Linked DNA regions of Zea mays: regions 2 and 3 are each linked to region 1. A link is a contact called in public Hi-C data. All regions are on one chromosome and are shown on one strand. Each heading gives the region's core, a stretch centred on a gene start, on an enhancer-like site or on the middle of the called end of the contact. The rest is flanking DNA. Distances are from core to core; before and after follow the strand shown. Region 1 holds the start of LOC541998 (auxin import carrier 1). Region 2 holds the start of LOC100284084. Region 3 holds the start of LOC100284037 (thaumatin-like protein 1).

Region 1 (2,700 bases), core at 198-2,697:
ATGGGTCTCCCTCCATATGACCGATGGACGGAAGTGAACAGCCGAACAGGGGGACCCATGTACCTCATGTATTATACGTACAGTACATGCAACGGTCGTGTCCTTGTTGCGTTGTGGGAGGGTCTGTATGTCCTTTAAGCTACTACACCACGCACCTAGTAGTAGCATTAGCACTAGCACTTGCCGGCGATGAGAAGTTAGAACTGAGAGCGGCAGCAAGACCGACACTGCTCTGCTCTCTTTTATCTTTGTCGCCGTCATGGCCATTTATTTAATCCCCCCCATATATATGCATGTCAGTGGTCCCCAAGAAAAACACATGGGGCCCGCATCATTCCCAAGCAGCATGCATGTGCCGAGCCGCGAGGGCAGAGCGTGCAGCCGTGTAGCGTGCGCGCACGCACGTCGCACGCGCATGCATATGAGCTACTGTGCCTTTTTACTGTTAATTAACTACTACTACTACTAGCCGATTAGGAGTAATCAAGGGACAGACTGATAAACTAATGATGCGATTAATTAGGCTAACAGGACAGAGATATACTCACACTGTGACCGCGTGTCCCCCGAACGTGTAGAGTATGTTGGTCGCCCCGGTGAAGTAGAGTACGATCCTTGTGGGCCCCGAATGCTGGACGCCCTCGACCTGTCCGTGGACGAGCGAGGCGACGGCCATGTACCAGGCGGTGTAGGTGGTCATGACGAGGCCCAGGAAGGACCAGACGCGGTAGTTGTGGAAGGAGGGGATGAAGACGGTGGTGGCGCAGCAGGCGCCGAAGACGTAGGTCCACGTCCGCTTGTCCAGCCGGTCGTTGACGTAGTAGATGTTGCTGGCGCAGCCGATGAGCTGGATGACGGAGCCGAAGAGGAGGAAGGTGCAGTTGAAGGCCAGCCCGGCGTTGCGCCAGTGCCGGCCCAGCAGCCCGTCCAGCACCTCGAACCACTGGATCACGTGGTTCCGGAAGTCCGCGGCCTTCTCGCGCTCCCGACGGGTGCGGTACTCCAGGTACAGGATGCTGATCAGGTACGCCGTCCAGCTGCCCAGCAGGCCGTAGAAGAGCTGGAACAGCACGCCGCTCAGCATCCCCAGCTGCGCGAACGAGTAGGGCAGCGTCAGCAGCACCTGCGCCACCTGGTTCGACGCGCAGCTGAACCACGCGTCGTACGCCGACCCGCCGTGCCACAGCAGACCCGACAGCCGGGACTTGACGCCGCTGTGTTCCTCCTCCGCCTCCGTCATCTCCGCCGCCTCCAGGTGCCCGCCGAACGCCTCAGCAGCAGGGGCCTTCTCGTCGGCGATGCCGCCGCCTCCTCCTCCCGCCGCCATTAATCCCTCAGAGCGATGGTCGAGAGCTTTGCCTGCTTGTGCGTGCTGGCGGTGCTTGCTTACTGGTGTTGTGTGCATTGCAGGGGGGAGCGGGGGTGTCGTATATATGGAGAGGCGATGTCCCGGGGGGGAGACAGCACTCCAGCAGCTGGGGCATAAAGAAACCCAGCGTCCTTTCTTTTCATGCCGGGCCGCGGGGCCTCTGGGGCTGGGGCTGTACTGTACGTGGCTGCTACCCGCCTCTCTTTATTTTATCATTAATATATAGTATTACTCGATCCTATTTGGGTTCAAGAAAGCAAACGAAAGGAGCGGGTGATCAAAAGACGTGGTGAAAAATCCCGTGGAAAGCAAGGACGGAGCAGCGTGCATTGCTAGAGCATACGAAGAAAGTGTTCTGCCTGGACACATTATAAGGGCTTGTTCGGTTCTACCCCAATCCATATGGATTGAGGGGGATTGAGGGGGTTTCAATCTCCAGTAAGTCAAAATCCCCTCCAATCCGTATCAATCCCCTCTAATCCGTATGGATTGGAAATAACCGAACAAGCCCTAAGTGGGCCGGGGGCAATGCATGTATGCATGCACATCACCTTTTTTTTTCTTTTGGGGCCGGGAAAGTATGTGCATCACTCGAGTGATGTCTCTAAAAGATCCAACTGAACGTGTTTGTCCGTTGGATGCGTGTTCCATGGCTTGGATCTTCTCCTCACATCGTCCCTTGCATGTTTTTATCACATATACCATTTACATATTTTGGATGGAAGAACACAACTTGAAACAAGAATATATGTTATATTGAAAAATGTTTCTTTTCTCTGTATATATAATTATGTTGTGGGGCACGTGCAAATAATCCTTGCATTATTGCATTATTCTACACAAGCTAGATCAAGCTTCCATTCTTTTTTTTCTTTTGTTATCAAATGTAGCCGGCGCCAGCCTAAAATTCTGCTCACCTCCAACGCAACCCATATTCTCATCGCCGTCTCCCATCCCCTCTTGTCTTTAGCAACTCACTATTGCTGACCTCGGCTCCCAGATTTATTTATATATGTTAGTATCCTAGTGTGACTTAATTGGATATCAATTGTTGAGTTTGTAATCTAAATTCTGCATATGGAACTCACGTTGTCGAGAGAAGTGGAGGCCCATCGACGGGAGGCTTAGGCCGTCATCATTATTTACATTGGTCTGACAGTCAGAGTGTTATTTATCTTACAAAGGATCAAATGTTTCAAACGAGGACAAAACACATTGATATTAAGTATCATTATATCCGGAAAATAGTTACGGAAGGTAAATTAAGGGTATACATGATCAATACACACTTCAATCTAGCTTCCATGATGACTAAACATGTTTCTGGGGTT
Region 2 (2,700 bases), core at 38-2,537, 290 kb before region 1:
CGTTGCTGCTCTTTTTAAATCCTCTATTAATTTATTTATATTAGTCGCTTCTACGAGTAGGAGTGGTAGATAAGACTAGACTGGTCAGTTTCCAAGCGGCAGGAGCGAGCTCTCTCTCTCTATGGGAACACGAGTCAAAGACAAAAGTCCGCGTCCACGTAAGACACAACGCACCGATGCACCTCTCCAGACTCCAGCTCTGCTCCGCTTCGCAGCCAGCTCCTCCTCCCCTGCTTCACCTGCGCTTCAATTGTCGCCATCCTCCACCGGCTAGTTACATTATAAATACCCCATCCATGGATTGGCTGTTAGCACCGTCATCCATCCTAGCACCGTCATCCATCCATCGGCTGGATTTCCCAAGCACGCTGCTGCCAGGGTCTCCAGCTGCAAGCACGCATCAGCATTCCACAAGCGAAATGGCGGCGACGGCAGCCGTGCCTTCTTGGCGCCGGGCATTCGCGGCGCTCTTGCTGGTCCTGCAGCTGCGCGGCGCGCGGTCGGCGACGTTCACCATCGCGAACAACTGCGGCTACACGGTGTGGCCGGGGCTGCTGTCCAGCGCGGGCTCCGCGCCGCTGCCCACCACGGGGTTCGCGCTGGCGCCTTCGGAGTCCCGTGCCGTGGCGGCGCCCGCGGGGTGGTCGGGCCGCCTCTGGGGCCGCACGCTCTGCGCCGCCGACGCCGCCACGGGGCGGTTCGCGTGCGCCACGGGGGACTGCGGGTCCGGCGACGTGCAGTGCAGCGGCGGCGGCGCCGCCCCGCCCGCGACGCTGGCGGAGTTCACGCTGGACGGCAGCGGCGGGCTGGACTTCTACGACGTCAGCCTCGTGGACGGGTACAACCTGCCCATGATCGTCGCGCCCAGCAGCGCCTCCACCACGGCAGCCGGCGGCAAGTGCGCGCCGACGGGGTGCGCCGCGGAGCTGAACTCCGCGTGCCCGGCGGGCCTGCGGGTGGAGGCCGCGGCGGACGGGCCCGTGGCGTGCCGGAGCGCGTGCGACGCCTTCGGGGACGCGCAGTACTGCTGCAGCGGCGCGTACGGCACCCCCACCGCGTGCCGCCCGTCGGCCTACTCCGAGTTCTTCAAGACCGCGTGCCCGCGCGCCTACAGCTACGCGTACGACGACGCCACCTCCACATTCACCTGCGCCGCCGGCAGCACCGACTACACCATCACCTTCTGCCCCGCCGTGCCCACCAGGTAGTACCACCACACGCACTTTCATCCTTCATTAGTACGTACCATTATCAGTATAATACAGTAGTTAGAAATGACTGATAAAAGATAATATTAGCAAGTTGCACACCATTCTGCTGTCAGAACGTACTGCAGGAGTAATTGTTGTGTGACTAGTAGTGACAGGTGGGGGTTGGGTTAGTCACGCATTTCGAGGAGGTAAGTTACCAACGGCTAGTGAGAAACAACGGCTAGCAAGCTGTCCACGTGGTCATAGCAGGACAAGGAGTCAAGGATGCTGCTGTTCGGCCGTTTGGGCTTTCACAACGTGGTCCAGGAGCAGGACAAGGATGCTGCTTGTTCGGTCCTTTGGGCCAGGCAGAGTTGGCACGGCCCACAGCAGGTCAAATACAGACACAGTGTAGTATGACTATATGAGCACAAACAATAACATGCTTGCATGTCTTAGTTATATGTACTGTATTATGAGCACAATTGTAGTAGTATGTATGTACTCTTGGGTCGCTAGCAGTTCCTAATATAATACTACCTTGTAGTAGCTGTGACACTGACCATTTGAATACATGCAACAGCGTGAAGTCGACGGGGCAGAACCCTCAGGCCGCCGGGTTACCGCAGCAGCTGAACAACGGCACCACCATGGTCTTCTTCGGCGGCAACACACAGACCAGCAGCGCCGCCGCCTCATCTGCCAACTCTCTCTTCGCCGTCACCGTCACCATCACAGCAGCCGTCGCGCTCGCGCTCTCGCGCTCGACTCGCCTGTGACCGGTCATCATCGCTGTCAGGTGGGCCACGCTTATCAGAAGACCGGTGAGCATACATACAGTATGTTGAGCCCCTAGCGACTGCGACGGAACATGAGCATAGTATTCTAGGCTTGTAGCTTAGGTAGGACGAGTAGAATTTCTTCTTTTGTTTTTTGGCTTCGAAAATATTCTTTTCATCCGTTGGGCAGAGACTACAGGTGGTGTGGGGCAATTCTTTCACTGTTCTTTCTCCTAGTTAGGTCGTATGCATCGGGAGGATGTGCTGTAACCTCAAAAGCGATTATTGGTTGATTGATTCGATTGGGGGGATAATCAAAATTTAAGCTTCTTTCTTCTCACACTTCATTACGCTCTCAACATTTTTCAACAACCGACAGCAACTATGCCAGTGAATGATTGGGAGTGCTCGGGTGCTAAATAATCAACGTGTTGTCGCGAGCCGGCTATATTCCTGGACTCGTGTATTGACACTAGTTAAATATCTGCACGTCACATACAGAAAATAAAATAACACAACAATCTCTACTGTCTTGCGTTACGCATGAAACACGTAGGTTTGTAGGGCTACGTTTGAGAACGCTTAGATTCTAGCCTTCGATGACATGTCCATTATTTCATACTATGTGAGTTCAACCAGATGCTCAGATTTTAAGGCGAATATGTACTGAAAATGAGGGATGTTTGGCTCCTAAGTAGGTATTGTGTATATATAATATTATTAGAATACTC
Region 3 (2,763 bases), core at 135-2,634, 450 kb before region 1:
TTTAGTGACAAGAGGAGCTAAAGGACGACAGAAGGCTGTGTAGTATAGTGTAGACTAGCTGGCAGGCACGGTAAAAAAGAGCTGCGGCAGATCAACCCCACATTCACAAGCCAAGAACCCATCCACAGATCCAGACAAACTTGGCAGAAACGCAGTGCCAAATCTTGTTTCATAGTCTCTTTCTCTCCCTCTCTCTAGAGAGAGCGAGAAATTGCAAGTGTACGATGGGAGTGACCAATAAATCAGGCAATGGTGCGAGAAAAGAAGGGCGAGTGAAATCAAAGGCCGGACCTTGGGGTGGCGCCGGGGCAGAATGTCACGGTGTAGTCCGGGCCGCCGCCGCAGGTGAATGTGGAGGTGGGATCGTCGAATGCGTAGCTGTAAGAGCGCGGGCACGCGGTCTTGAACACCTGCGAGTAGGCCGTCGGCCGGCACGCCGCCGGGGACGCGAAGGCGCCGCTGCAGCAGTACTCGGGCCGCGCAAACGCGTCGCACGCGCTCCGGCACGCGCCGCCGCCCCCGGCTCGGAGCTCGGCGGGGCACATCGCGTTCAGGTCCGCCGCGCACCCGGCCGCGGCGCACGAGGCTGGCCCCGTGGAGCCTCCGCCGCCGGAGGTCTCCACCAGCACGGGGAGGTTGTAGCCGTCCACGAGGCTGACGTCGTAGAAGTCCAGCCCGCCACTGCCGTCGAGCGTGAACTCGGCCAGTGTGGCCGGCGGCGCCGCGCCCGCGCCCGAGCACTCGGCTGAGCCGGAGCCGCAGTCGCCCGTGGCACAGACGAGCCGCCCCGTGCCGCCATCCTGGGAGCAGCCCGTGCGCGCCCACATTCGGCCTGACCAGCCCGCCGGCGCCGGCACCGCGCGCGCCGCGCCCGGCGGGAGCTCGAACCCCGTGGGCTCCAGCCTTGGGCTCCCGGCGTTGGACAGGACGCCCGGCCACACCGTGTCCGTGCACCGGTTCACGAACGTGAACGTCGCCGCCTCCCCCACTGCGACAAACGAGAATGCTTCAGCTTGGTCACCCGCCATTGCTGGTGACCACGCAAGATCTCGTTAAAGAAGGAAACATTCGGTCGATTTGCCGAGAGATCATTACCTCGGCACAAGACGACGAACACGAGCACAAGAACGGCCATGGATCTTGGCAACTCCATTTCTGCTTCTTGAGACTATGCAGTGGCCGAGACTGACGGGGTGTAGTGTGGGAACAGCTGCACTGCGACTGCAAGCACGGGGAAGAAGCGTGTGCCTGCCGTGTCGCTATGCCAGTGCAGTTACTACTGCGTGTAGCGATGGCGTGGCAGTGTGACCATCCGGTTGACGAGGGGCTGAGAGAGACACCGGCGCACCCGCCACCAACCTTGAATGGAGGGATGGGGCATCCACTGGAGCGGGGACGAGAAGGAATCTTTTGGGAGGCGCTAAGGCTGTACTTATAGCAGCAAATTACTTTACCTCGCTTTTTACCTTTGATAGACCATCTCCACTGGAGGAGGAAAAAAAATTGACTACTGTCACTGTAGAAAGCATCTCTTCAGCTGCCTTTGGATCGACGACACGCGTCCGCCCACAAATCTTAAAGAAACGGAACTGGCTCGGCTTATGAACTTCTCCGGCTTCTTTCTTTTCTCATCTGTAATTAGGGCCGGACGAAATGCTCGTGACTTATTGGCTCGTTCCGTTTATGGTCAGCTCGGATCGGTTCAGATCGGCTCGTTTAAATTTTTTCACGAGCTAAACTGACATCCTAGCTCGGTTCGTTAACGAGCCAGCTCGCGAGCTAAACGAGCTATCACATTTCAGCAAAACAAAACTATATACATATCATTTACAGAATAATTGATGAACATATTATATATATATATATATATATATATATATATATGTGTGTGAGGTGTCTATGGTCTATGAGTTAAACTAATGATTAATGAACTATGTCTATGTGTTAATTTGGTCTATGCAAATATAATTGTGGGTTAAACTGATAAACATGTATGTGAATTGATGAGTGATGAATTGTGCTAATTTGGTGTTACATTGACGTGGTTTGTGAAACTAGGAGTATAATTACTGTTTTCTATTGTTAAATTAGTATAAAATTAACTAAAAATTAATTATTATATACATATTTTTTTTCTGTTCTAGCTCGCGAGCTAAACGAGCCAGCTCGAGCTCGTAAACGAGCCGAGCCGAGCTGACTCTATGGCTCGTTAACTTAATGAGCCGAGCCGAGCTAGCTCGTTAGCTTAATGAGCCAGCTCGAACTCGGACGAGCTGAGTCGAGTCGGCTCGTTATCCACACTTATCTGTAATCGCTCCTTTTGCTCTGGCTTGCTTACGGACGGCTCGTCGGCTCCTTTTTTTTTCTCCTCTGTGTGCTCAGCTCAAGCGGTGCTGGTGTGGGCCATGCGCGTGAGGTTTTCGATCAAATGCTCAAGAGGGATTTGGGGTTGTTTGGTTCTATACCTATGGTGCCAAAAATTACCACATAATTTTATGCCACACTTGCCTAAGGTGCCTAAGGTTAGGCACTCAAATTTTGCGCCACAGTTTGCCACGCCTAAGAGAATCTTGCCACACTTTTATTAGTCATTGACGAGTGGGACCTACGTAGCAGGAGAAAAATCTTGCCATAACTATGGCTTCAAACCAAGCACATGCATAACTTGGTCAAACTTGTCTAACCTTAGGCGTGGCAAACTATGACAAGTTAGGCAGCAAACTAAACAGCCCCTTAATTTGCCAGGGGAGGACGGCTGATACA

What was found. Hi-C and Micro-C count contacts between places; a contact is called where the count stands out from the background.
Region 2: a Hi-C map of ear shows a contact between it and region 1, with 2.3 times the contacts expected there. The contact joins the promoter of LOC100284084 here to the promoter of LOC541998 in region 1. A contact is called at or near these places in 3 of 25 Hi-C or Micro-C datasets (ear, leaf and tassel).
Region 3: a contact with region 1 is called in a Hi-C map of ear, with 2.2 times the contacts expected there. The contact joins the promoter of LOC100284037 here to the promoter of LOC541998 in region 1. A contact is called at or near these places in 2 of 25 Hi-C or Micro-C datasets (ear and tassel).

What each region holds. Positions count from the first base shown.
Region 1 is chr1:121,468,320-121,471,019 of Zm-B73-REFERENCE-NAM-5.0, forward strand. It overlaps LOC541998 (auxin import carrier 1), which reads right to left and starts at 1,448. Exons shown (of 3, transcript NM_001111647.2): 1 at 549-1,448. The coding sequence starts at 1,405.
Region 2 is chr1:121,179,349-121,182,048 of Zm-B73-REFERENCE-NAM-5.0, forward strand. LOC100284084 reads right to left here and starts at 1,288. Exons shown (of 1, transcript NM_001156982.2): 1 at 322-1,288. The coding sequence starts at 1,229. The coding sequence ends at 336. LOC109611595 reads left to right here and starts at 162. Exons shown (of 2, transcript NM_001348346.1): 1 at 162-1,204; 2 at 1,774-2,132. The coding sequence starts at 177. The coding sequence ends at 1,969.
Region 3 is chr1:121,014,392-121,017,154 of Zm-B73-REFERENCE-NAM-5.0, forward strand. It overlaps LOC100284037 (thaumatin-like protein 1), which reads right to left and starts at 1,385. Exons shown (of 3, transcript NM_001156935.1): 1 at 1,096-1,385; 2 at 292-988. The coding sequence starts at 1,153.